Regions from separate parts of the Mus musculus genome. Here all the other regions are linked to region 1. Evidence: chromatin contacts called from public HiChIP or PLAC-seq and promoter capture Hi-C data. All regions are on one chromosome and are shown on one strand. Each heading gives the region's core, a stretch centred on a gene start, on an enhancer-like site or on the middle of the called end of the contact. The rest is flanking DNA. Distances are from core to core; before and after follow the strand shown. Region 1 holds the start of Atf2 (activating transcription factor 2). Region 2 holds the start of Sp3os (trans-acting transcription factor 3, opposite strand). Region 3 holds the start of Hoxd4 (homeobox D4). Region 4 holds the start of Lnpk (lunapark, ER junction formation factor). Region 5 holds the start of Mtx2 (metaxin 2). Region 6 holds the start of Hoxd8 (homeobox D8).

The links. Promoter capture Hi-C pulls out the DNA fragments that hold promoters and counts their contacts. HiChIP or PLAC-seq counts read pairs in DNA pulled down with a chosen protein or histone mark. Capture Hi-C pulls out chosen DNA fragments and counts their contacts.
Region 2: a contact with region 1 is called in a promoter capture Hi-C map of liver, with 2.5 times the contacts expected there. The contact joins the promoter of Sp3os here to the promoter of Atf2 in region 1. A contact is called at or near these places in 2 of 39 promoter capture datasets (cranial neural crest and pre-B cells), 1 of 484 Hi-C or Micro-C datasets (olfactory sensory neurons) and 2 of 9 other capture datasets (adipose tissue and liver).
Region 3: a promoter capture Hi-C map of embryonic stem cells shows a contact between it and region 1. The contact joins the promoter of Hoxd4 here to the promoter of Atf2 in region 1. A contact is called at or near these places in 2 of 39 promoter capture datasets (embryonic stem cells and pre-B cells) and 1 of 115 datasets of contacts at active chromatin or transcription factors (embryonic stem cells).
Region 4: a promoter capture Hi-C map of neural stem cells shows a contact between it and region 1. The contact joins the promoter of Lnpk here to the promoter of Atf2 in region 1. A contact is called at or near these places in 8 of 39 promoter capture datasets (the 3T3-L1 cell line, the C10 cell line, the HPC-7 cell line and 4 more), 4 of 484 Hi-C or Micro-C datasets (CD4 T cells, embryonic stem cells and regulatory T cells), 14 of 115 datasets of contacts at active chromatin or transcription factors (the 230-238 cell line, acute myeloid leukemia, astrocytes and 10 more) and 2 of 9 other capture datasets (adipose tissue and liver).
Region 5: a contact with region 1 is called in a promoter capture Hi-C map of pre-B cells. The contact joins the promoter of Mtx2 here to the promoter of Atf2 in region 1. A contact is called at or near these places in 4 of 39 promoter capture datasets (hematopoietic stem and progenitor cells, liver and pre-B cells) and 1 of 484 Hi-C or Micro-C datasets (B cells).
Region 6: a contact with region 1 is called in an H3K27ac HiChIP or PLAC-seq map of differentiating embryonic stem cells, with 10 times the contacts expected there. The contact joins the promoter of Hoxd8 here to the promoter of Atf2 in region 1. A contact is called at or near these places in 1 of 39 promoter capture datasets (pre-B cells) and 11 of 115 datasets of contacts at active chromatin or transcription factors (craniofacial prominence, differentiating embryonic stem cells, embryonic basal ganglia and 8 more).

What each region holds. Positions count from the first base shown.
Region 1 is chr2:73,890,997-73,894,399 of GRCm38.p6, reverse strand. Atf2 (activating transcription factor 2) reads left to right here and starts at 1,761. Exons shown (of 15, transcript NM_001025093.2): 1 at 1,761-1,925. It overlaps Gm10822 (a long non-coding RNA gene), which reads right to left and starts at 1,992. Exons shown (of 3, transcript XR_003953852.1): 1 at 1,661-1,992; 2 at 1,363-1,489.
Region 2 is chr2:72,978,078-72,981,570 of GRCm38.p6, reverse strand. Sp3os (trans-acting transcription factor 3, opposite strand) reads right to left here and starts at 2,139. Exons shown (of 3, transcript NR_045269.2): 1 at 1,976-2,139. Sp3 (trans-acting transcription factor 3) reads left to right here and starts at 1,125. Exons shown (of 7, transcript NM_001018042.3): 1 at 1,125-1,321; 2 at 1,939-2,084; 3 at 2,542-2,673. The coding sequence starts at 1,315.
Region 3 is chr2:74,719,918-74,723,567 of GRCm38.p6, reverse strand. It overlaps Hoxd4 (homeobox D4), which reads right to left and starts at 1,590. Exons shown (of 6, transcript NM_010469.2): 1 at 1,391-1,590; 2 at 937-1,015; 3 at 201-236. The region is part of intron 1 of Hoxd3 (homeobox D3); the gene reads right to left.
Region 4 is chr2:74,576,588-74,580,534 of GRCm38.p6, reverse strand. It overlaps Lnpk (lunapark, ER junction formation factor), which reads left to right and starts at 1,587. Exons shown (of 13, transcript NM_027133.3): 1 at 1,587-1,716. 4930445N08Rik (RIKEN cDNA 4930445N08 gene) reads right to left here and starts at 1,491. Exons shown (of 2, transcript NR_166470.1): 1 at 1,411-1,491.
Region 5 is chr2:74,824,188-74,828,054 of GRCm38.p6, reverse strand. It overlaps Mtx2 (metaxin 2), which reads right to left and starts at 2,243. Exons shown (of 10, transcript NM_016804.4): 1 at 2,012-2,243. The coding sequence starts at 2,051.
Region 6 is chr2:74,703,623-74,707,092 of GRCm38.p6, reverse strand. It overlaps Hoxd8 (homeobox D8), which reads right to left and starts at 1,604. Exons shown (of 2, transcript NM_008276.3): 1 at 975-1,604; 2 at 1-579. The coding sequence starts at 1,545. The coding sequence ends at 281. The region is part of intron 1 of Gm38462 (predicted gene, 38462); the gene reads left to right.

The DNA.
Region 1 (3,403 bases), core at 512-3,011:
TTGTCATTACACTAATCAGTCGTCCTTCTTCTTGCCCCCAATTTTAAGGACATTACTTTGTGTGTATGAGTGTTTGACTGCATAAACGAATGTGCACCACATGCCCACGGAGGCTGGAAGAGGTTGTCCGATCCCCACCCCCACCCCGCTTTTATGAGCAGCTGAGCAGGTATGTGGTGATAGGAAACTAAACTTGGGTGCTCTGCAACATCAGCAAGCACTCCTAACCATCTGTCCAGTTCCTTCCCCCGCCCCGCCCCCTAGTTTTTTTGAAACCTACTTCCTACATTAACAGGCATTTCTTTGGCACTACAATTTATAGAGCAAAGGAAAATATTGTGGGAAGAATGCCTCTTCTCTGCTGGGTTCTCATTGGCGTCCTTTAGTCCTCCTTAAAACATTAACCAAACCGGACGTGGTGGCGCATGCCTTTAATCCCAGCACTTGGGAGGCAGAGGCAGGCGGATTTCTGAGTTCGAGGCCAGCCTGGTCTACAGAGTGAGTTCCAGGTCAGCCAGGGCTACACAGAGAAACCCTGCCTCGAAAATTTAAAAAAATAAAAAAATTAATACCGATCTCTTAAGCTTTAAATGAATGAAGTGATTCTATTGAAATTAATAATTTTAATTAATTTCTTAATTCTACGTCAGGTACCCTGGAAGTGGAGTTATAGACGGCTTAAGGGTTACTTGCGGATGTCCTGGAACTCACTCTGTAGACCAGGCTGGCCTTGAACTTAGAAATCCGTCTGCCTCTGCCTTCCGAGTGCTGGGATTAAAGGCGTGAGCCACCACGCCCGGCTCGCATCCAGTACTGTTAACCGCTGAGACATCTCTTCGGTCCCTGAAATTTGTATTTTTATATCTAACTAAGTAAAGGAAATTTGATAAAAGAAACACTCATAATTACAAGAATTTTTCTCTAGGAAAAAGATCGTTGCTTTGTTTTAAAATATGGTGACATGGGGGTGGAAGACGGTGTATTTCCTTTTGATCACTGCCTTTGAACATACTCGTATGTAATATACCATATACTTGACATAGGGTGGTGGGGAAGATCGGCTCCAGTTCTGGCTTAGTAAAATCCGAACAAAGAACTCTCTAAGAAAAGGTTTCTATTTTCTACGCAGGGCTGACTTATTTTGCTTCAGTGTGCACATGGGGGCGGAGGTGATGACTGGCAAACCCCGACTCTCCAAAACCTTAAGCGTAGCTCTCTCTCCAGCTCTGGCTTCTCGGTACACGGAGAGTGGTCCAGAAGCGCTTCTCCCTTCATAGTCTCATATCCCTAGCGAAGTCAGAAACCAATACGACAGAGACATCCGGCGCCAGGGCTGGGCTCCTTTAGGCTCCCCGACCTCACCTTTCTTCTCTCACACCGCCCACGCCCTCCTGCTCGCTCCTCCGCCACCTGCGCGCGCGCCCCAGATCCGGTGCAGCTTCTCGTGCCCGCCTCCCGACGGCTGCCAATCACAGCTTTCTGCAGTTCCCTGGTTACCGAAACAACGGTCCTTGGGCACCTTGGCCACGCCCCTTTGGACCTGCTTCCCGCCTTTCGTGCTTTTCGCCCAATCACTCGCGTCCGAGTGTTCTTTGGTTCCCGCCTCCCCGCCCCCGCCCTCCTGAAGACCCGCCCTTTTTCCGAGGCACGACGGAGTCACCTGACCCGCGGGCGCTCCCTCGGTGGAAAGCAGGAAGGGGCGTGTGCGTGAAGGGGAGGGGCGCAAGAAGAAAGCGGCAGGGATGCCGGGAGTGGGGCGGGGAGAAGGTTTGTCAGTCGGATCTCGCGAGAGAGGACGGAAGCCTGTGGGAGCCCGTGGCCTTTAAAGTGCGATTCAGCCCTCTCCTCCGGGGCTAGTTTGTAAACACGGCCGGCCTCCGGGCTCGCGGGTGGCTGGCAGGACCATGAATTAGTGACCTGGAAAGGTGAGTAATGGTGGAAGGGCCACGGGCTTGGAGGTTGTAGGGATGCAGAGGAAGAAGGTGCTAACATGGCGACGTCGCTGCCTGTAGTCTCCACCCCCCGCCTCCCACCCCTTTTGCGCCCCTGCTGTGGACCCCAACCCTACGGACGGCGGTGGCCGCGTTGCCGCCTCTGGTCTGGCGGAGCGACCGGACCGTTAGGTAACGCGCTGCGGCTCCGGCCGGCCCCTCCCTCGCGCGCTTTCCCAAGCCTGAGCGAGAAGGAATAACGGCTCTTCTCCGACCCCTCCCTCCGACTTCTCCTCTGGTGTGGTCACTTGAGAGGTCCCCGAGGCGCCCTTCGGATCCGCCCATCTGTCGGGGAGACCCCCGCCGCTAGTCCTTGATCGCGCTGCCCAGAGGGCCCACGCTGGGCTCCCCACCGGGGACTCGGGCGATCGAGGGTTTGGGATGGTGCGTTGAAGGATTGGGAAGCAAGGGTCTCTGGCCTCGGTGGAACGTGATGGAGCCAATGGTAATGGAGAACCTGCTGGTGGTCTCGGCCTTTTCTGTCCTTTCTGCCGCCCTCACACTCCCGCCGCCGCCACCCCCCCCTTTCCAGGTGGGGCGGGGCTGAGGTGTGGGTGCAGGTTGATTCTGCTATTCCCCCCCACACCCCATTTACTTCGACCGGTGTTCTGCAGAGCTTTTGTAGGAAAATAATCTGTGCCTTTTATTACCCCAGGGACAAGGAAGAGAGGTAGGGAGAGATGTGTGTATGTCTCCCCGGGATGCTCACTCATTGAACCAGACCTTGGAGGAGATGGGAACTATTTTTATGCACATAGGTATTATAAAATTGTCTCTTCTTTAATGGAGACTCTTAAACTGGGAAGGTCGAGTAAAACTACCACCAGTATAATTGAGTAAAAGGGATACTCATGATAGACTCTAGGCCCATCGACTAATACCTAGTTTACCTTGTGGAAGTCACAGTTTCTTGGGGATTATAAACTAGGGACACGTTCACACCAGATGCAGGTAATGCTGTTTTTAACATCTGACCAAACACGGACTGTTCTGAGCTCAGTTTGTCCTGTTTGAAGAAATTCTTAACCCTTGGCCATTGTCAAGTAATAACCGTTCCAGGAATACTACTCATTTAGCGCCAAATGGCCTGGGTCTCTAGCACCCAAATGGTAAGACTTTATAAAGGCTTATTTTAAAACAGTTAACTCTAGATGAAATAAGAGTCTTGTATTTAAATTTGCTAAACCTATTTGAAGAATCCCTGCAATAAACTTTTTTCAAAAGTATAGAAATATTTTGTAGAGTATGCTAAAAACATATCCTATATAAGCCAAGAAAACTAAGTACATGGATCTTTAAGGCCATCGATAGTTGAGTGATAATTAAGGTTCTAGGTCTTAAAATCATTAATAAATAATTGGAGAGATGTTTAGAGATGTTTTCATGGGTATTTTAAAATTTTAAAGCTATAT
Region 2 (3,493 bases), core at 890-3,389, 910 kb after region 1:
GTAGATTTCTAATAAAAGTATTGTGGATAGTGTTTCCTACTCTTAAATTCAACCTTTCTTAAGCAAAAGTATCTAGAGGTAATAGACAACGTTCTGTCTGTTGTTTGCAGAACACTTTTTTCTCCTGAATGACTGACTGCAAGGCATTGAGGATGTCAAAGGAAGGGGTGTTAATACACCACTAAGTACAAAATTTAAAAAAAAAAAAAAAAGTAACTAAACGCTCCCAAGAGGAAGGATACTTTTTAGATGTACTGTTTTAACAAATGTTGACTGACTTTCTTGGTTAAGAAGCAGGTAGTTTGTGTGTGCAGCAAACTGATTTTAAAGGGTGACTGTATCTCATTGAATAAAAACATAACTAAGCCTGCTTTGATATCACTGGCCAGAACTAAAACCTTTTTTCTTTATGAAGGGACTGGAGATATCTTTTTGCTCTAAGTGCCCGCCTCCAGGGTCCACAAAAGTAGATGGTTGGTAACCACGGGCTAAGCTCGGGAGGATGAGAAGGTGATGGATCCGACTTGCGACCAAGAGCTGAATGTGTGTGAAAACGTCCTCCTCCAGCCTCGGAGGGGGTGTCTCCCCCAATACCAGCTCCCTCCCCCAGGGCTCGTGGGGCGGGTCCGGTTTGCTCAGTAGCAGCAGCAGCCCTGGGGCCGAGCGGCGGTGGCCTCCTGGCAGCGCTGGCAAGACGCAGCTCCGAGCGCCCGGGCCCTGGGGAGATCCAGTCCGGTCGGCTGCCAGGATGGAGGAGACGTCGAGTGGAGCCGGAGCCACCGGGGACGGACTTCCTCCCCAGCTCGGCTCCCCGACAGCCTGGCGAGGCCTGCACACAGGGCCAGCCAGTGGAAGAGGCCTGCGCCTCGGGTCTGGCAGCCGCAGCCGAGGAACGAGGCTGGCACAGCGGGGTAACGCGCGAGCCGGGGCCGTTCTGGAGAACCTACGGCGCCACGGCCGCTCATTGTCTCTCCCCTTCAACCCGGGGGCAAACAGGAAGCCCGCCGCCAGGCCGAGCGACGGACAGGCGTCCGGACCAATGAACAGAGCTGACGGAGAGCCTAGCGGCAAATGAGAGCCGGGAAGAGGGGCGGAACTTCCGGGCGGGCTGTCGCCCTCTTCCCCCCTTTTGGGCTGGAGGCTCCACCTTTTGTGTTTCCCGCACAGTCAATCAAAATAGGAAAAAAAAAATTCCCCGGACCGCTCCGGCCGTGTCCGCCGCCGCTTCCCGCATCCTCTCCCGCCGCCGCCGCCTTCGCTTCTCACCATGTGTAAGGCGGCGGGGAGCCCCGCCTGAGCTGTCCTAAACACACTATGACCGGTACGTAAAGCCGAGAGAGAGCAACCCTCGCTGCCTCCGCCGCTGCCACTGCCGCCCACAGCCAGCCCGGGGCCGCCACCGCCGGCTCCCGGCCTCCGGGAGCGTGCGACCGAGTGTCGGCGGAGGCAGAAAGCCGCACTCCCATCTCCGCCAGCCAGCTGTCCAGCCCTTCCAGCCCCAGCGCCGAGTGCCCGCCGGGCTCCGGGCGGGCGGCCCGGTCCGCCGGGAGCGCATCCCCCCTGTGTGCGGGCGCGGGCGGCGGCGGCGGGCGGGCGTGTGCGAGTGACTGACGGTGCGAGAGGAGCGAGCGCCGCGGAGGGAAAGGGGAGGAGAGGAGAGGAGAGGAGAGGGGGCAGGGGCAGCGCGGGGAGGAGGAGGAGGGAACGAGGAGGAGGAGGGTTACAGCCGCGGCGGGCGGGGGCAGCAGGAGGGGAGGAGGGAGCGCGCCGCCGCCGCCGTGGCCGCCGCGGCCGGGGGGAGGGCAGGGGAGGGGCAGGGCCCGGGCCGCCCGGCGCTCACTAATGTGGCCGCGGCTCGCGGGCCCCCTCCCTCCCCGCACCCGCCTTCCTCCCCACCCCACCCTCCTCCTCCCCCCTCCCCCCGCGCTGTGCCTGCAGCTCCCGAAAAGCCCGTGAAACAAGAGGAAATGGCTGCCTTGGACGTGGACGGCGGCGGAGGCGGCGGCGGCCACGGCGAGTATCTACAGCAGCAGCAGCAGCAACAGCAGCAGCACGGAAACGGCGCGGCGGCGGCGGCGGCCCAGGTGAGGAGCGGCTGAGCGCGGCCGGGCTCCCCGCGCGCCGCTTTCTCCTCCCCTCGCCCTCCCTCCTTCCCTCCCTCCCTCCCGCGCGCGCTCGCCCGCCCCTCCCCCGCCCCGGGAGCTGCCCGCCCGAGGCGCCAACGCTCCGACCCCGCCCGCGCGCCCCCGCCCGCCGCCTTTTTGTGTGTGTGTTTGTGTGTGTGTGAGTGTGCAAGTGTGCGCGCCCTCCCGGGTGGGATCCGGACGGAGGGAAGAGGCCCGGCGCGCAGCCGTCCGCCGCGGGCCACCGAGCGCGGGGAGAGGCGCCGCAGACCCCGGAGGAGGAGGAGGAGGAGAGCGCGGGGCCGGGTTGGCGGCGCGGCCAGGCGCGGAGCGAGCCGTACTTCCTGTGCGAGCGGGCCCGGCCCTAACCGCCACCCCCCTCCCTGTCTCCCTCTCTGAACCCGCCCATCGCGGGTAGGACACTCAGCCGTCACCGCTCGCTCTGCTGGCCGCTACCTGCAGCAAGATAGGGCCGCCATCGCCGGGCGACGACGACGAGGAGGCGGCCGTTGCCGCCGCCGCCGGGGTCCCCGCCGCCGCCGCCGGAGCGGTAAGTCCCGCCCGCCCGCCATCCCGGGCCTGCGGCGCGCCCGCCCGCCAGCCCGCCAGCCCAAGGCCTCCCGCCGCCGCGCGGCCGTCACGCGCGGGCCGTCCGGCTCTGCCGCGCTTCCCTGCTCGCTCGCGTCCCCGGTGGGAGCCCGGGCCGGCCCGCGCTTTCCGGAGATTGTCACTGCGGCATCGCGCGCAAAATTCCTCACAAAATGAAGTCTGAGACGGAGGAGGTGGGGGGTGGGCACGGGACTCCAAAATGGATGTTTAAGTAATTCGTATCAGGACTTGAAAACTCACTCGCTCTTTGCACTACATTTGCAAGCACAGCCTATCGGTCACAGATAGTATCACCTACCGAGGCAAGGATGGCTCTAGTTTCTAGAGTTTTTGAATCTGGAGCAAGTTTCCAGATCTTGGGTATTTGATCATTTAAGGAGGGTGTTCTTTTATACGCAGGGACGAACATTTTTATTATTATTATTTTTTAACCTGATCATTCAGAATTGTTGGCGTTTTGCAGACTACTCCAACTTTGCACTAGTTTTGTTCTGAGTAGGGTTAAGTGAAATAGTTGGGAGGCTATTGAAATTTGAATTTGAAGTTAGTAATAACTTTGGCCTTTGAGGTTTTCTAGAATATCAATCTTAAAAAGTAGATGAAAGTCATTTTGTTTACATGCTTGTTAGCACACTTCATACTTTTAAGAGTTGAAATTGGTTGGCTAAATGTTATTTTTATTATAACGAGTCTGATGGGATTCTTTTGTAAATTTTAGAACCTCTAGGTTGTGGAGAGGAGCGGCAAGTCTTAGTGAAGAC
Region 3 (3,650 bases), core at 341-2,840, 830 kb before region 1:
CTAGGTCCCAGAAATACTTCCTAAAGGGTCAGCCTAGAGCTTCCATCCCTCCACGAAGCGAGTCCGTTTTGGCCTGGGGAGGCAGCGCCACTCCGCTACTCCTTAACCCTCCCATCACCGCTGGCGCGGACCTTCCGCCCACCTCCTCCCAGTCTTAGCACTACCCTTTCGTTCCTCGGAAGAAAAGGGAAGGTACTTACAGTGGTTCTCCCTCGTTCTCCCTGACGCTCCAAAACCTGTTGCAATGAAAGTGGGGTCTCTCAAATTTCACAGGACAATAAAGCATCCATAGGCGACATGCAGAACGTGACAAGGCCCAGACATTCCACCAATACCTAGAACTCCTTGCTTCTGGTGACCGCCTTCGGGTACTGCACAAAGTTTTCCTCTGATAGCATCCTCAAAGGCAGAGCTAAGGGCTATGGGAGTCTGTCCTGGTCACCTACCCTACTTCACGCACCCTTGGGCAAAACCCAACCAGTTATACGGCCTGACTCAGACTGCCTGAGGCAGGGTTTCCCCAGGGGGGAAATGGGAAGTCAGAAAATAGGCCTTTGTGCATTTCCTTCTGGTGTGGGAGGGTGGGTGCGAGCCCACTGGTGAGAGCCTGCAGACATTCTATTTGTCCCGACCCCAATTCTGCTCCCTCTGGAAACAGTTCAGACCTCCTTTTCCAGTTTCAGGTTGGTTTTTAATTCCACCCCAGCGTCCAAACCTGCATTCTCCTCAAAGAGGAGGCATGGCAGGCAGGGACATATTTTTTTTTTTCCATGTCTCCAATTCAAAACAGTCATTTCCTTCCGAGGGGAAATGAGAACCCAAAAGATAACCAGAAAGGGAAATTGATGTGTTTAAAGGAAAATGATCTAGATCTTACAGACATGGTCTAAAATATGATCTCATTCTATCTGTTTGACATTAATTTTTTAAACATACCTGCAGGAGAACCTACAGACCGATCAAAGAGAACAGTGGTTCCCAGGGCACTCATGTCCATCTTCAAGTTTTTAGTCTTCTAGGAACAGAAAGAAAAAGAAAAGGGGGGGCAAACCCCGCTCTGAACTACCTCAGAGGTAACTCATCTCCACACCGGTCCCCTCTCCTCCCCACCCCCCATCATTGCTTTCTTCCACTTTTAAAGTTGTTGCTCCACTACTGAGAGGCAAGTGTAAGTCCTGCTTTTGGGGTAGAAGGCCCTCACTTCCCAACGTTCCAGGTATACACAGGAGAGGGAAATGCCAAGACCCCCCATTCAATTTATTAAGTTAGGCTTAGGCTAAAATTAAAATGAACTTCAATAGATAGGCTTTCCCCAAGCAGAGAAGGCTGGGCTCAGACCCCCTGCCCCACAACTCTAGAGTTATTGTGGACAAAGTAATGAGTGACTTACTGGGTTTCTTTTCGTTGGTAGAGAAGCTTAGAGGAGAGCTGTCTCCTGAGCCCGGGGCGCTGGCTGGAGCCTCTCACTTGCCTATCGCTGCTACAGGAACCAAGCATCTGCACTTGTATGCTCTTAACCTAATTTATGGTGGGAATTATATTTTGGCTTGTCAACTCTCAAGCCATAAAACAAAGTTTATTGGAATCACGTGCTTATAAATAGCCACTCAGGTCCCGGCTCTGCAGAACCATAAATAACCTTTGGCTTTAAACTTTTATTCACTAAATAAAGGTTCACTGCAACTGTTCCCTTGGATTTAAATAGTTCCAAATATCCAGAATGCGAGAGAGGTCATATTCATATCAATACCCCGGGCTTTTCAACTTGCATCTTTTCAGAGAAAGCTGTTTAAATTGGGGGATAGTGCTATTTGGACAAGGCTGGTTGGTAGGCTTGTCCTATGACTCTTGGGCTGCATCCACTGTGAGTACCATCACCGCCTTTATTTCAATCATTTTCTAGCATTCGATGTGGTAAGCAGGAAAGACAAAGGCTACTTCTTACTTGCTTATCGCAAAAGTTGGAAATTATTTTTGAGATTTTTTGCTTGATTCAATAGGGAAGAGTGGCCAGGGGAGAGGCTGGGTGGCCTTGGGGGTGGGGAGGCAGCTGGGATTAACACTTAGTGTCCTCTGTATTGTTGTGGATGGGGCTTGGTGAAAGTTGAAGATTGCCACATGCCTAGGGGTTTTTATAATTTGCTCAGATCTGAAAGAGAAGCCTTTGCAAGTGACCAAACTGCTTAAAACAGCAAGACTTGAGGTTTGGTGAAGTGAGAAAGTGGAGAACAGGCCCCACCGGACTCTGGCGAGTAAGGCTCTGAAGAGCCTTAAAGCAATAAAGCAATAAAACAGCCCTGGTGTGAAGGGGCCGGGTGCGTGCGGGGTGTGAGGAAGCACAGGAGGCTCTCAAAGAACCTGAGCCCAGGAAGTCAGATGTGCACAACCCCACTGTGTGCCCAAGTCATTTAGCTCAGTGCTCAAGGGTCCCTGAAGGCCCACATCTGAGTGGGCTCTTCTGTAACTCCTCCCTACTGCTGGCCCCCATCACAGGGAGAGCCTAAGAAAGAAGTGTGGGACTATCTCTGTCTATCCTGCTGAGCAATCCAGGAAAAGGGCTGGACACTCCACACAGAGAATGTGGCTGTCTCTGCTTGTGGGAGACATGAGAGAAGGGAGTGGGGAATGGCAGGAAGTCCCCCACCTCCCAAGAAGAGGCACAAAAAAAGAAGAGAATTGGCCCCCATCACCCTCCATTGGCCCTACAGAGGTGCCACAAACCTTGTGAAAATGTGTGATTTTTTTTTTTTTTGCTACTCTGATAAAATAATGGATGTGCTGCACAGATTTGTAAAACACACACACACACACACACACACACACACACACACGTTTGATTTATAAATCAAATGCACTAACAACCTTTCCTATCAGAAACCCCACACAGCCCAGAACATTCTTTGTATAAAGATCTCTTTGCATGCTAATTTCCAGCCATTTGCAAACCCACTTCCTGATTTGACTCTCATTAGCCAGAAAACAGGGGGTTGTTAGTTCAGACACTAGGGCAACCTTTTATTCCCTCTGACCCTTTAAAAAAAGAAAAAAAAGAAAGAAAAATCCCATCAGCCATGTAGAAAGACTTTTGTGGGTTTTTGTTTTGTTATACCAATCGGTGGCACATTCTTAAAGTAAGTAGAGATAATCCTTCAAAAACTGCTTTTTGGTAGCACTGGATGAGCAATTTTGAAGTGAATGCTAATCACCTGAAAGAGATAACAAACCGCAGGGCCTGGAGAAAAGTTTTCATTTTTAGGATAAGATGAATCAAAGGGTATTTGACTTTCCAAGCCACTGTGATGAGTCCTTTGTAAGGAGGCAAGAGCCGGTTAAAGACAAGCCTTGAGACATGGTGGATGGATAACAGTGCCCGGTGTCTGGCTGGCAATCAGTAGTTACTTTTTATGGATGAGAAATGATGAAGAATGATGCCTGAGACATGCTTGCAAACTTAGGTTCCACGGGAAGACGGAGCCTACTCTGGGTGTTTAAGGGAGTGACAGGAAATCAGATCAGGTGTGAGAAAATGGAGGGGGGGGGAGGGGAGAAATACACTGAGGCAGACATCTTTGTTTTCTGATCTTAGAGCTCAAAGACAAAGTGATTAAGAAACAAGTATGCATCTTCCTCCACCCCTTGCCATTGCATCA
Region 4 (3,947 bases), core at 338-2,837, 690 kb before region 1:
TCCATTTATAAGACAAATATAAATATAGTGCTGTCTTTAGCACTATACATATTTTTCTACTTTGTTTCCTCACTTGAAAAATACTTGGGAAGATTTGAGAGATGATTTAGACTTTATGTTTCCCTTTCAAACCTGGCTAGGCTAACATTTTTTCTCATGTGATTTCCCTAGAAACTTTTTTTTCAGGATTAGATCTTTTAGAATCTTTGCCTCTAGCTAGCTCTCTTCTCTCTGTCCTGTTTTATTTTTAAACTCCCTGATAGCTCAATGAAAAACCCTAGGACAAGTATTAGCAAGAGTCAAAAACAAAACAAAACACAACAACAACAACAAAAACAAACAAAACTTTCCTGTTCCCTTTAGGAAAGATCTGAGACAAGAGGCAGCACGAGTTTTATGTTCTTAGAAACTACCAAGGCTGGGAAATAAAATGGCTAATTTTCCAAATAAAAACTGGTGAAATGTCTGTTTACTTTCTTCCACATTGGTGAGGCGATACATGGCACACTAAAGTTTAGCTCTCTCCTATTCTTTTAAGTTTACAAAGCTGTAACTGAAGATCTTAGAATTTAGGGGATTATCTTACAAAGTAGATACTATGTCTATGCCTTCTTCTCTGCTGGTGTTGTCAGTGTAAACATAGCATATTATTATATCTATTGCACTTTGAAAATCAGAAACATTTTCTTCCTTAACTAAAGAAGAAAAACCCGTAAAAGTGATTGAACACAGAACATAAAAGCTTTTGTTGAAGTTTCCCTCCTAATTTTGCCTATGGAGCGCCCCCACCCCTCCCATTGAAGTTTTGTTATTGATACTTGCAGTTGACTGGAATACAGCCTTCTTTAGGTCGTTTTCAATTCTTAGGGAAATACAGCACTACTGTTTAAGGGGCCCCAGTTATTCAGAGGTTTTGGAGATTGTTAAGAGTGTAATTTTGGAAAGCTCAGCCTTTGTTGCTACCCCTTAGCTTGAAAAGACCATCCTTATCATTTCAAGTTCTTCTCATGCTGGTGAGATAAGCGCGTAGTCATGAAAGGACCCTTTTTGACGTCCAAGAGCAACAGAAACAAGCCTAAAGCCCTCATGGGGTATGGCCAGGAGGTGTTATGTATGATGTCTGTCTGTCTCTCTCCACTTGCTTGGCTGGGATGGCTTCTGAGCTATGCAATGTAAACTTTTTTGCTGCCTTCTGGATGACAGCTGATCTGGGATCTCAGGTACCCTCTCTTTTCCAGACACACAGGTCTCGACCTTCAACGTCCCTCCCCTTTGTCCTCCCCACTCTTCTCTCGCTCAGAAGGTCTGGGACAATCAGGATCAGTTTCTTTTCTTGGCGAGACTGGGGCGTGGGAGTTGTTCATGAGAAAAGGAGGCAGAACTAGTAAGAGTCAGTCGGAACCGCCCTACCCTGTGGTGCCCCGAGGACCGACAGCCTACACTAGCGCGGAGGATACTCAGCCTAAATCCTCCTGCCACACCCGCCGCTCTGAGGCACCAACGGCTGGGCCGGCCGGATCACGTGATGGGGGAGCGGCGCGCGCCGGCTGCAGCGCCCATTGGCTGGCGGCAGGAGCGCGGGGTTTGATGGGAAGGCATTGGCCGGGCCCAGCGCTCTATCTGTAGGTGCTGCTGCCTGCTCCAGAGGCTCTACGCGGTGGCGACCCAGGCTTCCCCGAGTGGACGCCCAGGCCGAGCGGCGCCCGCTTTTCTCAGGTAGGACTGTGAAGGGAGGGCCGCGTAGACGGAGGCGCTCCGGACAGCGGGAACCAGTCTCCGGGTTCCTCGGCGCGCCGGCCCGGGTGCCTCCGCCCCTGCCAAGTGGCCTAGAGCTTGGTGGCGGCTGGGGAACACGCCGCGGGGCTGCTGCCCTCCGTACACTGTTGCCGCCTTCTCTCGTGGATCGCCCTGAACAGCGGCCCGAGCGGCTCCGGAGCGCACGAGACCCGGCTCTGCCTCCCCTGAGGCCGGTGTTCTTTCCGGGTATGTTCTCAGGGATTCCGCGCAGTGGCTGTTTAGAGCCCGAGCCCTTGGGCCCCCCCTGTGTTAAGAAGTGTCAGAAGGTCCCAGAGAGCACATCCCTAGCTGAAATATCCACCCTGAGAGCCCCGATCACCTCCGCGTCCACCTGAGCTGGCACGACGGGAAGGTCTGAAAACTGTCAGTGTCATGCTGCTCCGTCCGCGTGTGGGCGTGGATTGTGAGCGACTTAGAGGAGCTGCTCCACAACCATTGTCCTTACTTATTGGAGGGACAGCGACCAGTCTGAGGGGTGGGGTAGGACGAAGGTGCGTGGTGACAGGAGCGACCCGGGAAAAGCAACTCCAAGGGGCATCAGTAGGTTTAATTCTTTGATGGTGTGTTTGCGGACGGAGAGTTCGGATTGGTGAATTTATTTCTGCGTGCAGTTTTAAGCAACACCTGCGACTCACTGAGTTTTCAGTGTTCTGTTCTTACTTTTTGGTTTCTGGTTTGTGGTGCTTAGAGCCTATTGTTTTCTGTCTCTGTGGCCTCAGTCTTAGCGTTGACAACATTGTCTAGAGGTGTGATGGATGTGAGTAAATTTAGTTACAGGCATATATATGTTCAAGCTGGCAGGCAGGGCTAATACCTAGTTCCCAAAGGTCTCCATAGTGCCTTCTTAGAAGAACAAAGTTGATTTCGAATACGAACCTTAAGCAAGAGTGGTTCATTTAAAAGTGAAGTTTTAAAAAGTTCCTTGACATCTATTGGGGTCACCATAGTAATGATGTTAATAAATGTTTATGGTGTTTATATGTTGGAAGAATGCTTGGATAGGTGACTCTAATAAAGGTATGAGTTCATATAGAAATCTCCCTGTCAGTCTTTTTTATTTTTAATTTTTATATTTATTTATTTTGTGGTGGTCATCTCATATTAAAAGTGCTTTTAGAAGTGTGCTTACCATTTTTTTTTTTTTTTTTTTTGGGCAATAAACCTGGTGTAAGATATTTCAGAGTTGCCTATTTGGACATTTGAAAGCGATTTCGAACAAATCACATTTAAACCCAAATTGTGTAGTATAATGTGGAGATGCTGTTAAAGGTGACTAGTTTATATTTAAGTTTGGAATCAAAGGTTAAAAACCACAAAACTCCATTTCTTTTGTTGTTTTCTATGAAGGCTTATACGTTTATTATAATGGGAAGTGCTTGAAAAATACTCCATTTATTTATTTCCATGCTAGGGTAAATGAGAAAAATATTTTTAGTAAAAACACAAACTTATTTTATACTTACAGATTTTAAATTATGAAATAATTAAAATATGCACTCATTTAATGGAATGTTAGGCACATGCTTCATTTAGATATTACATGTGGTTTTGGTAACAGCAATAGTAATGGCTAAAATTACCTAAATACTATGTGCTAAATACTGTGCCAAGTGATAAATAAGTTCACTAAATTTATACAATTCCAAGGAATGTAAATATTCTAACTGCTTTATTAGCCAAAGCTCAGAGTTTAAGAACTCTCTAAGTTTAAGATCATATAGCTGGTAAATGGCTGAGCCATGTTTTGAATCCTTATCCCATTGTTTTAATGTGATTTGAAGTGAGTTGAGAATTCAAGAAAAACACTTAGGTCTGAGTGTGAATAACAGTGGAAAACATCATCAGTATGGTAGAGGGCTGGAGAGCTTGGGGGCACTCAGATGACCCATATGGTGGGTCACAGCCATCTGTAACTCTAACACCCACTTCTGACTTCCCTGGGCACAAGGCACACACATGGTGCACATACATGCAAGCACAATACTCATACACATGAAAATAAATCTTAACCCCCCACATTTAGATGCACTCAGCCCTTAAGGTCATACATGCTAAGTCCCATTGTGATATCAGAGCTGGAAAGAGACTGCACTTGTTTGGGGACAAGCTGCCTGAGGAAGGGAGTGATTTATGCTTCAGAAGGAAATGCT
Region 5 (3,867 bases), core at 994-3,493, 930 kb before region 1:
ATAATGTTGTTGCACCTACAGGGTTGCAGATCTCTTTAGCTCCTTGGATACTTTCTCTAGCTCCTCCATTGGGGGCCCTGTGATCCATCCAATAGCTGACTGTGAGCATCCACTTATGTGTTTGCTAGGCCCCGGCCTAGTCTCACAAGAGACAGCTATATCAGGGTCCTTTTAGCAAACGCTTGCTAGTGTATGCAATGGTGTCATCGTTTGGAGGCTAATTATGGGATGGATCCCTGGATATGGCAGTCTCTAGCTGGTCCATCCTTTTGTCTCAGCTCCAAATTTTGTCTCTGTAACTCCTTCCATGGGTGATTGTTTCCAATTCTGAGAAGGGGCAAAGTATCCACACTTTGGTCTTTGTTCTTCTTCAGTTTCATGTGTTTTGCAAATTGTATCTTATATCTCCGGTATACTAAGTTTCTGGGCTAATATCCACTTATCAGTGAGTACATATCATTTGAGTTCTTTTGTGATTGTGTTACCTCACTCAGGATGATGCCCTCCAGGTCCCATGGTGTCTTTTAACATCAAAAACTTTCTATATTCTTATACAACCATTTCGATTATGGAATGTATACTCCATGTTTTGCTTAGAAACTCCTGCTATCCAATCTTACAAAAATAATACCCTGTATTTGCCCTTGTTTTTTTCCCTATTATTTTATTGTAAGTTCGTTTGTGCTACATTTAAATCTTTAATACATCGAGAATTAATTCATGCTATATTTTGACTTAGGAGCTGTTCCTATACTACTTTCTATTTACTGAACTATCTAGCTTTAAATATGTCCTACTACCATAACAGACCACTACAAGCACCTTAAGACAAATACAAACTTCCTGGGGATTTGTAAACTTCACTAACTGAGGTAGAATTCTGAACTTATCAAAAGTTTATCAAATACCATTTCTTGTTTTCTTGTTGAAAAGAAATCACACATTGGATATATACATTCAGAATACAAACATATACTGTGAAATGATTTATGACATAGTATCAGTCTAAAATAAACCACTGACCTCAAGTCAGAGGCCTGACTTTTTCAACCTCACTGATAAAGTCAGAGAGAAACATTACTTGAAATCTGTGTTATTTACTCAAGTCATGGGTATTTAAAGAGAACTGACAGACAGGTCCTAGGATACAATGGGAAACAAAATTCCCTGCTTTCATGAAGCTTACAATCTCTCTTCTATCCTCTCTCCTATAAAATGCTATTTTAAAGGAAATCTAAGTTCACACAAATTCAATACAATGGAAAGCGTTTCGAAAAGTTGATAACACATTATACTTTCATTTCCAATGTACTACTTTACCCCAAATACGACTGTTTATCTTAGTGACTATCTCCTCATTCGAACGTTGAAAACACTGCTGGAATTAACATTCATCCCATTAACTTGACTCTTTTTTTCTATCATAGCCACTTTCGCCAAAATAAAAACTTCAATACGAATGTGTGTGTGTGTGTGTGTGTGTGTGTGTCAAAAGATGTTTACTTTCTTTAAACTTCATGCCCATTAAGAATAATTCAAAGAATCCCACAGACTTTGCAAATGGCTTGGAGAACAACTCGGGTGACCCATCAACAACAGGTAAAGAAGGGCAGCTCAAGAGTGACAGTCACCTTAAACTTGAGAACCCAAGAGCAGAGAGGCTGCCCTATTCCCACGGAAACCTTGGGGGAGGCGAGGACCCAACCCGTGGCCACGCCCCCACCTCGATCCCCAGCCCCGGGCCTCCGCCACCTAAACCGCGGAGTCGGGGAACAAAGCGCCGCGGAGGGAGTGAGGTCAGGACTCTGTCCCTGCAGGGTGACCTTGGCCATGTGTCCTCAGTTTCCTCATCCAGAAAGTGAGGCCAAGCCTCCATGGCCGCTGCCGCCTCCACCCGGGCTGTAGACTCAGCACCCTCGACCCACGGCTACAGGGAAACTCCAGCCCTCCGCCTCCCCACGCGGATCCCCGCCGCCACCCACGCCGCCCCGTCGGCGCCCACACGGGCTACCTGCGATCTGGGAGACGAACGCTTCCGCCACCAGAGACATGTCGGCTGCGAGGTCCTGCGCGCGCGCCTGAGCTCCGCGGCGCTCGGCGCCCTCCCGCGCGACCTCGGCGGCCTTCCCCCGGCAGCTGACGAGCTTCGCTGGGCCAACGCTAAGACGAGCAGAGCTCACCTCGGCAGCGGTGGCTCGGCCCGCAAGGTTACCGCCAGGCCGACCAAGCACTTCCGGCGTCGCTGACAACGCGCGCCGGCACTTCCGGCTGCTCCGCCCCGCGCGCTCCGGACCTGCGAGAGCCCTAAGAGAGCAGGCTCTCTGGCTAGAGTCTTTTGGATTTGATTGCAACCTTTCAGCAGTTCAACAAGACAGAAACAGCTTCAAGAGGTTCAAGTGCCTGGTCTGGTTCTACTGGAGCCCAGAAACTCAGGAATTCTCTCAATTCCACTAACTGTAGGATTCGGGGTCCATAGACTGATATTAGTGTTGGTTATTTGTTCAAATGCGCTAGCCAGAAGGAGGCTTACACAGCTTGTGAGCTGAGACATAATTTAATCTTTCAACTCCAAGCACCCAAAATGAAGCTTGGAGAATAAAGCACTTCAATTACTTGTTTCTGAGTGTAGAAGGAACAAGAGTAAAAGGAAGGGCGCTAGATCCCTTGAATCTTTCCTCTTAGTCTAATCTTTTTTTTTTTTAACTATAGGTTACAATTGACCAAAAATCATAAATATTACAGAATTAGAAAATTAGAAGCATAAAGTTACACTTGATTTCAGAAATCATTTGGTGAGCCAAAGCCCCCTTTCGCTGATGAGAACATGGCTCGGAGAGGTGAGACGATGTTGTTGTGTGTGTGTGTCAGTGTATAGACCCAAGACAACTTTTGGTACTTAGTTCTCTCCAACCATGTGGGTTCCAGGGATCCAACTCAAGTCTTCAGGCTCGGTAGCATAGCCCATACACACACATGCATCAGCTTGTACAGTGGTCAGTGTCTCAGTACCTCTTCAGTTGCTCTCCATCCTCTATTTTGAGATAGGGTCTCTCACTGAGAATCTGGAGCACAAGGATTAGGCTGGCCAACAACACTCGGAACTTGGTCTGTCCCTGCCCACCTCCCACCCAACCCTAGAGTAAACTACTGTACCTGGCCTGCCTCTGCCTCCCGAGTGCTGGGATTAAAGGTGTGCACCACCACGCCTGGCGATTTTGTTTCTTGTCCACAGATCTCTGACCCTCCATTACAGTTTATTGTCTAAATTTCTGTTCATATACTTAAGTAGTATATTGCTTTCTTAGAGGTGCGGGACAGATTATCACACACTGGGTGTTTAAAACAACGGATGCATTTACTCTCTGGTTCTGGAAGCTAGAAGTCTGAGGTTAAAGTGTTGGCAAGACGATGCTTGCTCTCAAGGACATAGAAATAAATGTCCTTCCTCCATCTGCCCAGCTTCTAGGATTTCCAGGGTTCCTGGGCATTCCATGGCTTTAGACAAGTCATTTCCACCTTTGCTCCCACCATTAGGCAACATTCTCCCTTGCATCTGTTTGTCCAAACTTCTGTCTTCCACTGAAGGCACCAGCCAATGGATTAAGGCCTACTCATTTTTTTTATGACCTCTTCTTGGTTTTATCTGCAGAGCCAATTTGCAAATATGGTCACATCCATAAATACCAGAGGCTAGTATATAGAAGTCTTCTCAGAGGACATAAAATGGTAAGAAGTTTTGAAGAGTAAACCAGAGCAGGTATCAGTAGCCCCCACAGCAAATGAGAAGTCTATTCAACCAAACTTAAGCTTCCTCATTTAAATAGACACAAAGTACTTCTGAAAGCATCTTTTTCTCTGCCTGAAGTT
Region 6 (3,470 bases), core at 355-2,854, 810 kb before region 1:
TTACCATTATAAAAATATAGCCACAAGGTCCGTATCAAATTACCCTTCTATAGGACAGCTCAAGGACTGCTTCTATGCGATACTACAAACTATTCTCTTTAAAAACACAGAAATCCCTTTCAAAGCGCAGAAACCTCAAGAGCAGTGACATTAAGGTAGCTTGAAACACAGGTAAAGTCCGTTTCCAAAACACAAGAGGGAGGACCGGTGGTGTCCACCAGTATATACTTATACTGATCATCAGTCTTAATAGTCTGTGGTAGAAGTGTAAAGGTAGAGTTTAATTTGTGGGGCAGCCTTCAGCTCCGTCTTCTTCCAGCCCCGAGACTTCCTTTTTGGGGTCTCCATCCTTTGCCTCCGGCCGGGACGCAGGAAACTTGTCTTTGTTGTTCTCCTTTTTCCATTTCATTCTCCTGTTCTGGAACCAGATTTTTACCTGTCTCTCCGTGAGGGCCAGAGTATGGGAGACCTCGATTCTCCTCTTCCTGGTCAGATAAGGGTTAAAAAGGAATTCCTTTTCCAACTCTAGGGTTTGGAAGCGACTGTAGGTTTGTCTTCCTCTCCGTCTACCAGGAGCTGCTGATTAAAAACAACAACAAAAAGGGGGGGGGGGAGGAAAATCAACGTTTTTTTGTTTTTTAATGGTTGATTCTCTGAATGCTGTTGGAGTTTTCTGGAACGGGCTTAAGAGGTGAAATACACAGTGGTCTTTAATTCTCATACAGATATAGGGTGTGAGGCAAGAGAGGCAGAGACAAGCTCTTCACAATTATTCTGCCCCCGTCTTTACACACTTTTAAAAAGTCTGTATTAGTTTTTGTACAAGAGCCACATTGGCTACACCAGAAGGAAAAGGAAGGGGAGAGGGAAAGGACAGGGGAGTTTTAAAGCTAGAACGTGAGATGAAAGCAGATTTCTCCCTTTCTCCCCTCCTTAAAAAAAAAAAAAAAAAAAAAAAAATAGCGCATCCCAACCTTGTGGTCTCATCCAGGGAAACATTTGAGAAGGAGACGAGCTCTGATTTAAGTGGTCTGGGTCCTCGCCAATATTACCACTGGACGATTTACAGTCAGGATATTGTACCAGCTCGGCCTCTTGCTGGGTCGTAAAAATCGGCTGTCTCTGTAAGTTATCGTATCCGTAAAACTTCGCGGGCTCCCCGTGACAGGCAATCCCGCCGCAGGGGGGAGGCGGCGGCGGAGGCGGAGGGTGCGGAGGAGGTGGGGCGGCCTGGTAGGCAGCGGTCGGGCTGCCCGCGCCGGCGTGGAAGTAGTCCTGGCCGGGCCCCGGGCCGCCCCCTCCGCCGCACCCGGGCGGCGGCGACGGGTGCGGGTGCGGGTGCGGGTGCGCGTGCGGGAAGCCGGCGGCGCTGTTGCCATAGAGCTGCAGGGCGGCGGCGTGGCGGCCGCTGACCTCGGGTGCAAAATGACAGTCGTAGTAAGTGGGATTGATGGCCTCGCCCGCCGCGGCCGCCGCAGCCGCCGCCGCCGCCGCGGCCGCCGCCTTGTACTTGGAGTACAGCGGGTTCACGAAGTACGAGCTCATCGGGGCGGCGGCCGCCGGCGGCGCGGAGCCGGTAAGGGGCGCGCCTCAGCTCGGTCGCGCCGCCGCGGGGGCCTCTGGGGCGGCTCACTCGAGCCCGCGGGGGCCGCCGGGCCTCGTCGCCCGGCGAGCGCTTCCCCCGCCCCGCTCAGGCTCGACCGTCCGGCCGCCGGCCGCTCATGCCTGGCTCTCGCGCCTCCGTCTCGGCCTCGCGCCGCCTCCCTCGCGGGCCACGCGGCCTCGCCCGCCCCCGCGCGCTGCTGCCGCCGCCTCCGCCCCGCGGGCCTCTCCCGGCGCGCGCCTGCTGGGCCGCAGTGGAACCGCGGACGCCCGGGCGACCTGCCCCGCGGCCTCCAGTTTCCTCTCCGGCTCCAGGCGGCCCTAGCGCACCCGGACCAGGGGAAAAAAAAAAAAAAAAAGAGTGCGCGCGGCCCACGGGGGAGACGCTTAGGCTGGGGCTGCCGAGCCCCCGCTCTGCAGGGAGACGAAAAGAGAACACACCCTCTGCCCGGTGCCACCTCTCACCTCAGCCCTCCCCCCCGCCGCCCCCTCCCAGCGCTGTCGCCGCCGCCGCCGAGGCTGCCGCCCCGGTGCGCGCCGGCGAGGCATTTTCGCGCCCCGCCACTGCGAGGAGAGGGAGCGAGATGGGGGGCGAGATAACCGCGCGGAGGGATCCCGCCGGCGGCGAAGCGGCCCCTGCGCCGGACGGGACGCCGCACGCCGGCCCCGGGATGCCTCCGCCAGCCTTAAAGGGGGCCCATAAAGCCGCACTGCCAAGGGCTCGCGGGGGGCCCCCCGGGTCCGCAGAGAGGGGGCGCGGCCGAACCTTAGCCTTGGGCCAGGCGGGGTGGTCACTCCCAGGAGGCCTCGGAGCAGACGGTCTCTCCTCCAGCAAGGCTCCTGGATCTGCCCAGCAGAGACTGGCTGTGGCTTTTTTTTTTTTCCTTTTTCTTTTTGCATTTCTTACTGTGGACGAGCGAGGTTGACGGATTGATTGGTCCTTGCATTTGTTTGGGCCTAGCTAAGTGGTTTTGATTAAAAAGCCACAATCCAGCCTCCGAATCCTGACCTTATCAAAGCGAATCAAAGTCCTGCTTTTTCCAGCCAAGCAGGCCCTGTGGAAATGAGATGTACATTTACCCTTGACGCACTGCATGCCTGGTTGAGGCTCCCAGGTTAATTGATATTTAATGGAAATCATGCCCATGAATATAGTTTCCATCATTTCACCCTTGATAGACGTCAGTGTTGGCCACAGGGAGGGAGGGGGAGGCGAGAGAATGTGGGAAGGGGACATGAGTGTCGCTGAGAGAGTGAAGAGAAGAGTGGCAGAAACGTTCCCAGTGGGAAGAAGGAATCATGCCGGGGTGGGTGGCATTTCCTAGGGCAGGGCGCAGGGCTCCCGGGTCCCAACCCAGGCGCCCAGACTCGGGCGGGCTGTGGTCCCGGGTGGAGCGCGGCGGGGGCCGGGGGATGGGGCAGGAGAAATTGAATTCCTCAGTCCGCTTTCGGACCGTGCTGGTTCCAGGCAGCTGCAGGCAGACCTTCCCTGTCCTGTGCTTAACGACCTTAGCTCACACACCACTGGGAAAGAACTGCCAGAGACTGGATGCAGGCCTTAGCATAAACTTGATTTTCCCGAGAGAAATAAAGAGAAGGCTCGGAAGTCAAGAGAAGCCTGGTTTGTGGGCGTTAAGGAAGAGACGCAGTGTCATCTGCAGAAGTCCAGGATTAGCATCTTCTGGACTAGGCAGTGCCCTTACCGTGGCACCTGTGCAAATCTGCGTGGCTTTACACCAACAATCGCTTCCCTACACAGTCATCTTCCCCCTCTCGTTTGAATATCCAATAAAAATATATTGATATTCTTATTCTCCCTCCCCCTCTCATCTTTCTACCCCCTTTCCTCTCCCTCCCTCCCCCTTTAG